2 separate regions of the Mus musculus genome follow, and region 1 is linked to region 2. A link is a contact called in public promoter capture Hi-C data. All regions are on one chromosome and are shown on one strand. Each heading gives the region's core, a stretch centred on a gene start, on an enhancer-like site or on the middle of the called end of the contact. The rest is flanking DNA. Distances are from core to core; before and after follow the strand shown. Region 1 overlaps Plg (plasminogen). Region 2 holds the start of Agpat4 (1-acylglycerol-3-phosphate O-acyltransferase 4 (lysophosphatidic acid acyltransferase, delta)).

The links. Promoter capture Hi-C pulls out the DNA fragments that hold promoters and counts their contacts.
Region 1: a promoter capture Hi-C map of fetal liver shows a contact between it and region 2, with 3 times the contacts expected there. The contact joins the enhancer-like site here to the promoter of Agpat4 in region 2. A contact is called at or near these places in 4 of 39 promoter capture datasets (cranial neural crest, fetal liver, neural stem cells and 1 more) and 1 of 484 Hi-C or Micro-C datasets (embryonic stem cells).

What each region holds. Positions count from the first base shown.
Region 1 is chr17:12,395,602-12,401,124 of GRCm38.p6, reverse strand. Plg (plasminogen) reads right to left here. Exons shown (of 19, transcript NM_008877.3): 8 at 5,341-5,503; 9 at 4,430-4,572; 10 at 2,873-3,035. Among named protein-coding and RNA genes, the nearest start is that of Plg, 20 kb to the right of the region's middle. Within about 2 kb of position 3,559, at least 2 of the 459 cell types and tissues checked have an H3K27ac peak or open chromatin away from gene starts, as enhancers often do.
Region 2 is chr17:12,116,224-12,121,387 of GRCm38.p6, reverse strand. It overlaps Agpat4 (1-acylglycerol-3-phosphate O-acyltransferase 4 (lysophosphatidic acid acyltransferase, delta)), which reads right to left and starts at 2,104. Exons shown (of 9, transcript NM_026644.2): 1 at 1,973-2,104.

The sequences.
Region 1 (5,523 bases), core at 2,310-4,809, 280 kb before region 2:
GAAAACTTTGTCAGACCTATCCTTCCCTCTTGACCCGGGTTCAGGGGAGCTCACTCGGGTTGCCATGTTTGCATAGAAAGCTCCTTTGCCCACTGAGCCATCTCATTAGCCCCGCTATGCATATTCTTAAAGATTTCTTTAGCCGGGTGTGGTGGCGCACGCCTTTAGTCCCAATACTCAGGAGGCAGAGGCAGGCAGATTTCTTAGTTCGAGGCCAGGCTGGTCTATAAAGTGAGTTCCAGGATAGCCAGGGCTATACAGAGAAACCCTGTCTCGAAAAAATATATATATTTCTTTGAGGAATAGTGATTCTATTTCATTAGGTAACTATTCAGGAATAGAATTGCAGAGTTATAGGGTAAACGCATGTCTGCCTAACCTTACAAGAAGCCATAGGCAGATTTCCAAAGTCATTGTGGTATTTACACTTAAGCAAGTATGTATGTATTATTTAGCCATCAGGGTTTTTTTTAATGTTTATTTTTGTTTTATTTGTCTTAGTGTTTGCCTGAACGTCAGTGTGCTATATGCATGCTTTACCTATAGAGACCAGAAGAGGAATGGTTCCCCTGGGACTGCAGTCACACCCAAGTGTGAGCTACTAGGAATTGAATGTAGGACCACTGAGAAAGCAACCAGTGCTGTTAAGCACTGAGCTATCTCTCCAGCCCACAACCTACCAGTTATAAATACCTTGGACTTACAGTAAGTGCATGAGACGGCTAAGGTATTTTGATGGCTAGATTATGTTTTAATTAATGAATTATTTTTTGTGTTTGTATAAATGAATTATTCTGTGTATGTATACCTGCATATACGTGTGTGTGTGTGTGTGTGTGTGTGTGTGTGTGTGTGTGTGTGTGTACCTGCATATGTATATGCAGGTAAGTGTGTCATGATGTATGGCACTCAGTTGTCCCCTCTCATGTGTCTGCTTCAGCAAAAACATTCTCTCATAAGACAGTTTTCAGAAAAACATTATATGACACAACAGAGTCTCCAAAAAATCCAAAATTTCCCACTTTACACATCGTTCTCCAAGCCCCTAATCACCCCTTACTCCTGTCTTTTTATGAGTAGCCACATCTACCCTGTGCCTGATGGGTCTCCCTGTAGTTATTATTCTTAGTTCTTTGATGGCCTACAATGCCAGACTTTCTCAGTGTTTCTCAGGCTACTGGCCATTTGTGTCTCTGTCCCGAGAAATACCTATTTGTGTCTGCTACTGTTTTTACAATATGGGTGGGGAAAACGCTTATGTCTCTGTACTTGAGGCATCTGTCACACATATGAATTGAGAATATTTTTTCTCCCAGTCTCCAGTCTCCCATATCTGTTTTCTCAATGGTGACGTTTGTAAAATTTTCATTTTATAAAAACAAAAATTATCAGTCTTTAAAATATTTTTGCTTAAAAGATTTGCCTTTCCCTGGATTATGGAAATACTCTTCTTTTCTCCCCCCAGAAGTTTCACATTTCAGCCTTAGTTATCACTTCTGCACTGAAGTCTATCTAACAGCTATGGCAAGTCTAGTGTGATATAGAAAGTATACGTCAGGAGTGCACACTTTGAATTTGCTGGTTTGGGGTTTGGGTTGGCGGGGTTGGAGTGGAGGTGTTATACACAGCATTCCTTTACCATTCTGGGAAAAGATGCTCTTTAGGCATTGAGCTGCTTAGCTGTTTGCATAGAAACACAGGATTTGTTTCTGAACTGTTCCCATTTCTGTGCCCCTCCTGCTGACACAGGACACTGGAAGGTCTCAATTGCTGTCTGTGGGCCTCATCAAATAGTCTCTGGTTTTTATAGCATTGCTGATGATGTTTATAATGTTATGGTTCGATTGCGTGTAGCTAGGACAGACATCCAATGACTTGTCTGTTGACCTCATGTATACCTGCTGCTCTTTGAACATGTAAATTCACTCAGTCACTATGACTGTCTGTGTCCATTGGTCATCTGCCTGCGAATCAGGATGCTTGTTCTTCATTTTAGAACATGAGGCCCTCCCTTCTTCTATCGTTTGTTCTTTTCCCCCCTCTCTCCTTCCCTTTCTCCTTCTGTCCCTCCCTTTATTCCTTCTTCCTTTCCTCTTTCCTCTCTCATATCCTTGATCCCTTCTTTCCTTCCTTTCTTCCTAATTTGCTTTTTCCTTCTTTCCTTCTGTTATCCCTTCTTTCATTCCTTCCTTTCCTCCTTCCTTTCTTTCTTCCCCTTCCTCCTTCTCTTCATTCCCTTCCCTCCCTCCCTCTTTCTCTCCTTTCCCTTCCTTCCTTCCTTCCTTCCTTCCTTCCCTTCCTCCCTTCTCTCTCCCCCACTCCCTCCTTAATTAATTCTCTCACTTCCTTCCACTGTCTTACTGCAATGGCCCCCAATACTCTTGCTCTCTGGCAACTCATACCCCATGAGAGCACTGTGCTTCTGGCTAGTAAGGCTTCCCAGGTGAGGACTGAAAGAAATGGAGATGCAGATGCCACTAGAAATATTAGCCTGTGAGCCAAACATAAAACTACACTCCAGTGATTTGCAGTGGAATGACCCAGCCCAATGATGGGAGCCAGCATCAGCCTTAGCACAGGGAAGCGGTGGTATTAGTTCTAAGCTTTATGGTGACTTGTTCTCACAGGGATTTCACCAGTGGGACCTTACCACCTCCACTGATTCCCCTTGCTTCTACAGAATTTCTCAGGAAAGGGAGCCAGTTAATGGCTTCTCCTCGTTCAGGCCTATTTCTCAAAAGCCAAGTTCCTGTCATATTCTGCCCTCAGTAATCTCAGAGAAATTTGGTCCACACGAGTTAGCCTAAAGCATGGGGCACATGGAAACCTAAACCAGCTATTAATCCTCTCATGGTTAAAATCAAAGACATACGCATCTGGGAAGTTCTCTGGGGTCTTCGAATGCCTGTGTGGAAACATAGCTGCCCAGGACTGGCACTTCTTCCCTGTGATGGTAGTGGACGATGTACCCCGATAGCTCTGCCCATCGCTCTGGTAGCATTCCTGGACCACAGGTGTTTGCTCCTCTGGTGGAACTGAAATCAAAGCGGAAGAAATTGAGACCAATAAGATCTGAAACAGGCAGACCTGAGCACTAATTTACGACACATGAAGTAAACCAGTCTCTCTGTACGTGTGTGTGTGTGTGTGTGTGTGTGTGTGTGTGTGTGTGTGTGTGCATGTGTGTGTAGTGTGTGTATGCTCACACACAACAAGTACACCATTTATAGTGTTGTACCACGTATTGAAAAAAACCTTGGAAGATGAATAAGATTGGCCAGAGTGTTGATAACTGGAAATGCCATTATGTACAAGTTATTTTTATGAATTGCTACCAGATGTTCATGAGAACAAGAGGCCAGGATGCTCTGTAATGAGGGCACCAGGCAGGACGGGGCTAGACCTATCATTCTTGCATACTTCCCTAGACTTTCTTTGGTCATAGGATACCAAAGCCTTGAGCTTCTGGGGATGGGGCAGAGCTGGTCCTGCCTCTAGGACATAAGAAAAAGGCCATTTATTCTCAGAGATGACCACAGTAGGACTCTAGCTGGTTAGGACTGTGAAATAGTCTTGGTTAGTTTGTGAGTGGATCCTCAGACACAGGAACCTCAAAAAATAAGAACAAAATAGAAATTCAAGGAGCAAAACCCACAGCATCGGAGATGAAGAATTCCTGCAAGAGACTGATCAGCAGACGGCAGGGTTAAGCGAGCAGCCAGTGAGCTTAAAAGTAATTGGGTAATGGGTTCCACATGACACAAAAGAAAAGGATGGATGGTGGCAAGGAGACCACGGACAGAATAACTACGTTAATGATGGACTTAAAGCCAAGCATGCACAGTGATATTAATGCAAATATCTCGGTCAGAAGGCTAATGAGACTCATCACACAAACACTAATGTAGGCAGAGCTGCAAAGTCTCTGTTCAAATGAGTAAAGATAAACTTCAGAGTTTCCGAGACAGAAGGAGTATTTTCAGAAACAATGGCATGACAGAGGAGACATCATCCCATCGAGAAGATAAAGAGGTCTTCAATGGGTACGTGCCTACCAACAGAGCTTCACAATACAGAAAGCAAACAGAAGCAAACGAAACAGACTAATCTGCAGTTAAAGTCGGACCTGTAAGCAATACAGTAGGAATACAGAACCCTAATAGAGTTTGCAAGTTGACTTTTATAAGCTTCCCAACCACAACAAAAGTCAAGATTTCAAGAGCTTGGGGATCTCTCACCAAGGCTGAATCCTGTGCTACGGAGCAAACAACAGGTGAAATACTACAAATGAAATGATAGAAGCCTCACTCCGACCCACAGCAAGATTAAGTGAAGCAAAGGTACCACACCCTGATAGATGGCAAAGAAGCCAGTAGAGACAAACTTGTATAGTGCTGCTGCTCAGTGAGCCCTTGTGACCCACTCTTACCTGAGGAATCTGACTGGTCTGGTGATGCTGAGGACTCGCAGGATGGAATCTCACAGTACTCCCACCTCAGCTGGCTGTCAGTGGTATAGCACCAGGGAGCAGTTTCTCCATCTGGGTTCCGGCAGTAGTTCTCTTCCAGATTTCTAGAACGGAAGTATGGGTTTCGCGCTTCAAAGACTTTCAGTGAGCAAGGCGTGCACATGCTTGTTAGAAGGAGTGCTGTACATGTCTAACACGCTAGAATCGTGCATGCTGAATGATTGACAGGTACCAAGAGGAAGCTTGAATTGGGCTTAGACATCACATGGCATGGCAGGTTATCTGGCATAGAAGAAGCAATGACTAAAATATATTCTTTGGGCTAGAAGTGGCTCAGTGGTTAAGAGCACCGATTGTTCCTCCAGAGGTCCTGAGTTCAATTCCCAGCAACCACATGGTGGCTCCACAACCATCTATAATGTGATCTGGTGTTCTCTTTTGGCATGAGGGGTACATGCAGATACAGCACTCATATACATAAAATAAATAAGTAAATATTATATATATGCATATATATGCATACATATATGTACATACATATATTCCATGACTTCATGTGATGGAATAAAATGAGTCTTTAGTTCTGGGTTGGGTACTGCAATGTATGCTGGCACAATGAGGATTTTCCCTGAGTCTCAAACTTACTAACTCTAGAGCCCTAGAGTTTGCATTTCTAGTAAACCCCTGATGGTGTCGGTGGGGCACACTTTGAGAAAGATTGTAGCAGGTAAAACACTGCTGAATGTCTCTTTCCTTGCATGTGACCTAATCGATCTTCATTCGTGAATTTTGTTATACTACAACCAAGATGAAGTCAATGGGGTCTGCATCCCACGGTCACAGGGGTGAGAAAGGAGACGGGAGGGACATACTTGCAGGGGAAATTTTCTGGTGTCCTGTTGTGCCTATGAGGGGTTTGCTCACTCCAGCGCTGACAGGTTTTCCCAGACACGGTGACAGACACGGTCCCTCGGTAATTTTCACCTCTTCCTTTCAGACATTGGTAGGTTGGGCTGGGTGGGGGCGGGGGTGTTGCTTGAATAGGGGAAAGAATT
Region 2 (5,164 bases), core at 855-3,354:
ACAAGCCCACTACTCTCATGCTTTGGAAGGTCGGACGATAAGTCCATTGTCTTGTCCGGCAGAATGCTAAAGTAAGTTTGGCAAAATGAAAGTTGAATCATTATTCTGAGTACGTTTTTTTAATGTTCTGTACCCCTCACCTAATTCTCTTGTCTTTAACTCCATTTTTTTCTCTAGTTAGATTTGTTTGTTTTGAGGGTTTCTAGGGACGTTAGGCAAGTTTTCTACTACCAAGCAACAACCCCAGCCCTCTAATTTTGTGCCCTGTTCTTTAGCTCCCATTTGTAGAGAACTTTTGTATCTGAAATGCTTAAAATCTCTGGAACTATGGTCAGTTTTTAAGACCGAGATAAATAACAGTAGTGAGATAAAGAACATTCTAGAAACTACTGGTTCTTCCCGCTTCCACGTAGCCAAGAGGCTAGGGTTCCAAGCTATGATTGGGCTTTAATAACCTGAAAGTAACCTGAGGCCTTTTAAATTCTTACCACAGATAATCTCAGTAATACAGGACTCTATATTGGTACCAATAAGGAAGGAATTCTGGTACTGGGCATGCACATTAGAAGAGGGTCCATTATCAGGCTTGCTTCAGAGGTACTGAATATAAGCAGCACCCAAAACCACTAATGGGCCTGCCTTCTAAGCAATGAATTATTTGTATCAAGTTTTGTCCACCTCTGCTTATTACTGGGTAGGTGATAATTTCCTCTCGTGTCTTAGTTTTCTTCTGAAGGTTTGTTTTTTCCTCCCTACGTTGCACCAGAAGGATATCATACCTCTAACTTGGGAGTCTTAATTGTTTTTCTCAAAAGGAACCTTACCCACCCACCCCCGATATACAGAGACACACATGCACACATCCACACTACGTTTCCCTCCTCTTGAGATAACTTTTTCCCCCCAGTAGGAGATGCTGAGTGATAACTTCAGATGAGCAGATCCGTGCCAGGTTTGGAAAGACTAGAGGGTAAACACTGGGTAATCCAGGTGAGAGCACCACAGAACAATACCCTAGAGACCCAGCTGGGTAGTTAGCATTTCTTATGCTAACTGAACTTTGATTTGTGGCTAAATGAAGTTCAGAATAGAGCCAAGACTCGTTTTATACATGTTTAGACTTGTGGGTGAGCCTGAACAGCTGATAACATATTTACCAGTGTGAATTATCAGGTACTTTGCAACACTTTATTTCAATGCAGTATCCTCCTATAAAGAGTTAAATCCCCCTGCCCCTCTTAGTTTGTTCAATATCATGTCTTAAGAAATTAGTTAAGTTTCTAAAAGCTGCCCTTAATACTGGAAAGCTTCAAAAACATAAAAGAACTCCCTTTAAAAATCCCGACATATGATGGAGAACCCAGAAGCTTAAATTTAAGTAAATAAAGCGGTGATTACAAATGCCTGTTTCCTTGACAACTCCCCTCCCCCAGCCCTCCTGCGATAGGGAAAAACCAAAATGAAAACGAGAGGAGGGGGTATCTACAGAGTCACGTTGCGTTCCAGCGAGGCCCAGCCAGGCCAAGCCCAGGAAGGAAATACAAATAAATCAATTTAGATTGGGACTGTATTTTTGTGGAGTATATTTTTGTGGTTGTCATAGAAACACCAGAGACAGAAGAACGTGTTGCACGAAAAGAGAGCCCGTATATGTAACAGGAGCCATCGCTACACCTTCACGGTAGCCAAGAAAATGCTTCCACCCTGGGAGGGCTGCTCGCAGAGCCCCCAGAAAGCTCCTCACAATCTGGCACAAAGCAGTGGTCGCGGAGCCCCGGTGCTCCTCCCTCTGCCCCCACCCCCACCCCCGCATCATTCGCTCCAACCCCACCAGCATCCCGCTCCGAGCCTATCCCTTCCAAAGTACTAGGAAACCAGCCGAGCAGAGGGACCCCTGCCAGAGAAGGGCATCCGATCATCACACGCCACACCCCAGGAGAAGGTGCCTGGTAATCGTACCAACACCACCTACCTCGCTCCGGGCAGTTCTTTGCATTGGTGCTCACAAGCCAGAACTGCGAGGCAGGAGCCTGAGGTTCAGAAACTGCCTCTACTTTAGAGAAGCTGTAAGTCAGCCAACACTGGAAAGAAAAAGCGAGACTCCACCCAAAGGGGTGGACCCTTCGGGAAGGGAAAAAAAGGTGGTCCTCGGCTGACGTCTCTCCCCACCCATGTCACTTCCTTTTAAAGCTACGACTTAGCAGCTACTGGGAGGGAAGCTCGGACCCCGTGTAACATGAGTCACCCTCTCCTTCCAATGAGTGTAAAGAAGTGTCCAGCTCGGCCTCCTGTTGGAGCCAGATGGGGATTGGGATCGAGTAGTCACCCGCGTGGATAACAAAGCCATCCCAGTGGCCTGCCGCCACTCGCCCAGCTCAAGAGCCCTGTTGCATCCCCGTGCAAACAGCCTGAGAAACCTCGGCCTCCTGCCCTGGAAATTGCCCCCCCCCCCACGCCCCAAGTCCCCTGTGCCATTTCGTTTGGGGGTGGGGGTGGGGGGAAAACAGGATGAAAGCTGAAGCCCGCGCACTCTAGTGCCTTGCTCACCTCTCCTGGCCACCACTCCGCCAGCCCGGAAGCCCCTTCCAAGATCACGCCCAGCGTTCCCGAGACTAGGACCAACAGACCTAGGATGCCCGGAGCTCCTGTGGATGGATGCTCTCCTTCCAAAGCTGGGTGCCAGCGGGTGCCAGGACTGCCTACTCATGCTAGTGCGCACAAGCAGGCAACACACACATGCACATGACATTTACACTCTTGTTAAGTTAGCAAGGGTCTGAGCAGATTAACCGAACAGAGTCCTGAAACTTTAAGGGGGCGGGGGGGGGGCGGTGTTGGAAGTGCGCAAAGGCCAGGTCTGTGACATTCCTGGAAAGGTGAATTCAATCTCTGGGTGCCTAAAGTGCCCTTCAAATACGGGCTGTTCAAGACACTGTCGCAGATGTTTACATATTTACAGAAAGAATGCCCCGTGGTCGCTCTACTTTCTAGCGCGAGCAGTACTGAGAAGTTCCTCCTCCAGGCTGCAGAAGCACGGCAAATAGCTTGCCCTGCAGACAGGAGCCAAGAAGAAGGTACTCAAGAAGCAGGAAAAGGGTTTGGACTTTGACATCCTGAAGATCATCTAGAATGTGAGAGGAGCAAAGCCAAATGGAGTGAGGGTGGAGGGCATAAGGAAGAATCCAAACCGAAAGCCCATTTGTGGGGTGTAAAAATTAACTTGAACGGCTAGCAAGGGCTATAAAAGTTGTTAGTAAAGAGTTTCCTATAAGTACTGGAGAGATGAGGTGGCTCCGGGTTTAAGAGTGCTTACCGCTCTTGAATAAGTCAGGGTTCAGTTTCAGGCACCTGGCAGCTCACAATTGCCTTTAACTCTACGGAATCCATCACTCTCTGATGTTGGCCAGGGGCACCTGCATGAATGTGGTGCACATAAACTCACATAAGTACACACGCGCGCACGCATATACACACACACACACACACACACACACACACACACACATAACATAAATTACTCCGAATTTTTGTTCTTGGAATCCAATGTAATATTTAAGTTCTTGTTCTTGTTAACTCTAGCTTCTAGAACATTCAATCCCCTCTGGCCACATAGAGAAATGGTCTCAGCACCCCCTCTCCCCAGTAAAATTCTCTCTTATAACTTTTCAAGTTATATTTTGTGACTTTTTTTAAACATTGACCATACCATTTTATTTATTTTTTTTAAGATTTATTTATTTATTATATGTGAGTACACTGTAGCTGTCTTCCACACTCCAGAAGAGGGCATCAGATTTCATTAGAGATGGTTGTGAGCCACCATGTGGTTGCTGGGATTTGAACTCAGGACCTTTGGAAGAGTAGCCAGTGCTCTTAACCGCTGAGCCATCTCACCAGCCCATATTTTGTGATTTTATTGTTGACGGGAATCAATGAGTTTTCCAAAAATACTTTCCAGATAGTTAATTTTTTTTTCATAGTGGCATTTTGGGTGGAAATTTAATTTTAGAATTTGAGACTTGTTGCTGGATGTTGTGGAACATGCCTGGAGTCTCAGCGCTCAGAAGGCAGAGACAGGTGGATGGATCTCTGAGTTTCAGACCAGCCTGATCTACAGAGCTAGTTCCAGGACAGCCAGGATTGTACAGAAAAACCATCTCAAAAAACAAACAAACTAGTTCCAGGACAGCCAGGATTATACAGAAAAACCATCTCAAAAAACAAACAAACAAACAAACAAACAAACAAACAAACAATAACAATAATATCTGAGTCTTCCATAAATTTACATTACACTGATTATAGTTACAGTGAGTGATTTTGGTAAAAACAGCAGGAAATTAAAAATTTGACAATTGCAGCTCTTGCCCCAAGCTCAATATTTAATGTTTTTATTTCATTATTACGATTCAATTCTGATCCTTACTATTGCTAAGGCCTTGTCTGTTAGCCAATATTGCTAAGAGCTCATGATCTTAGAAACCTATCTGAGGGATGGGAAGGTATTGGTGGGTTGAATTCTAGGCGTTTTATTTAAGAGTCGCAATTAGACTCTGCCTCCTGTGTCTATATTCACAGAGGGTTATAAACATTTCTGTCATAATCTAACAGTTCAGCTCAGCAAATATCTCTTGGGAATCCAAGCCACAAAAACAAATGGGGTAGCACTCAATCTCAGAAGGGAAAGAGACGTGTAAACAATCGTGATACTGCATGGACACAAGGTCTCCAGTGGATAGGGGCTCCACCTTGGTCAAAGAACAGGCAAAGGGAAGAGGGCGGAGTGGTCAGCAGAGTCTCTTCCTTCATTTCAGACTCTAAGGGGGATGGGGCGCTATTTCCATCATGACAGCAAGAATTATTGCAAAGAAGACAATTCAGGCTGACAATCCCTAACCTAAAAATCCTAAAGTTTCCAAAATCCAGAACAACTAGAGCTTTTGTGTGACACCTCCCTCTTGTACGCGGTCACTATCAAAGTGCAGACATGCTAATTATTCAATGGTGTATAACATTAACTTTCAGTTCCTTTATAATGTATATATAAAATAATTTTTTTTTAAGTTTTATGCTCAGGACCTGGAGAGATGCCTCATCAGTCAAGAACACTGATTGCTCTTCCAGAGTCGATTCTCAGCACCCAAAATGGCTTAGTGTCAGGACT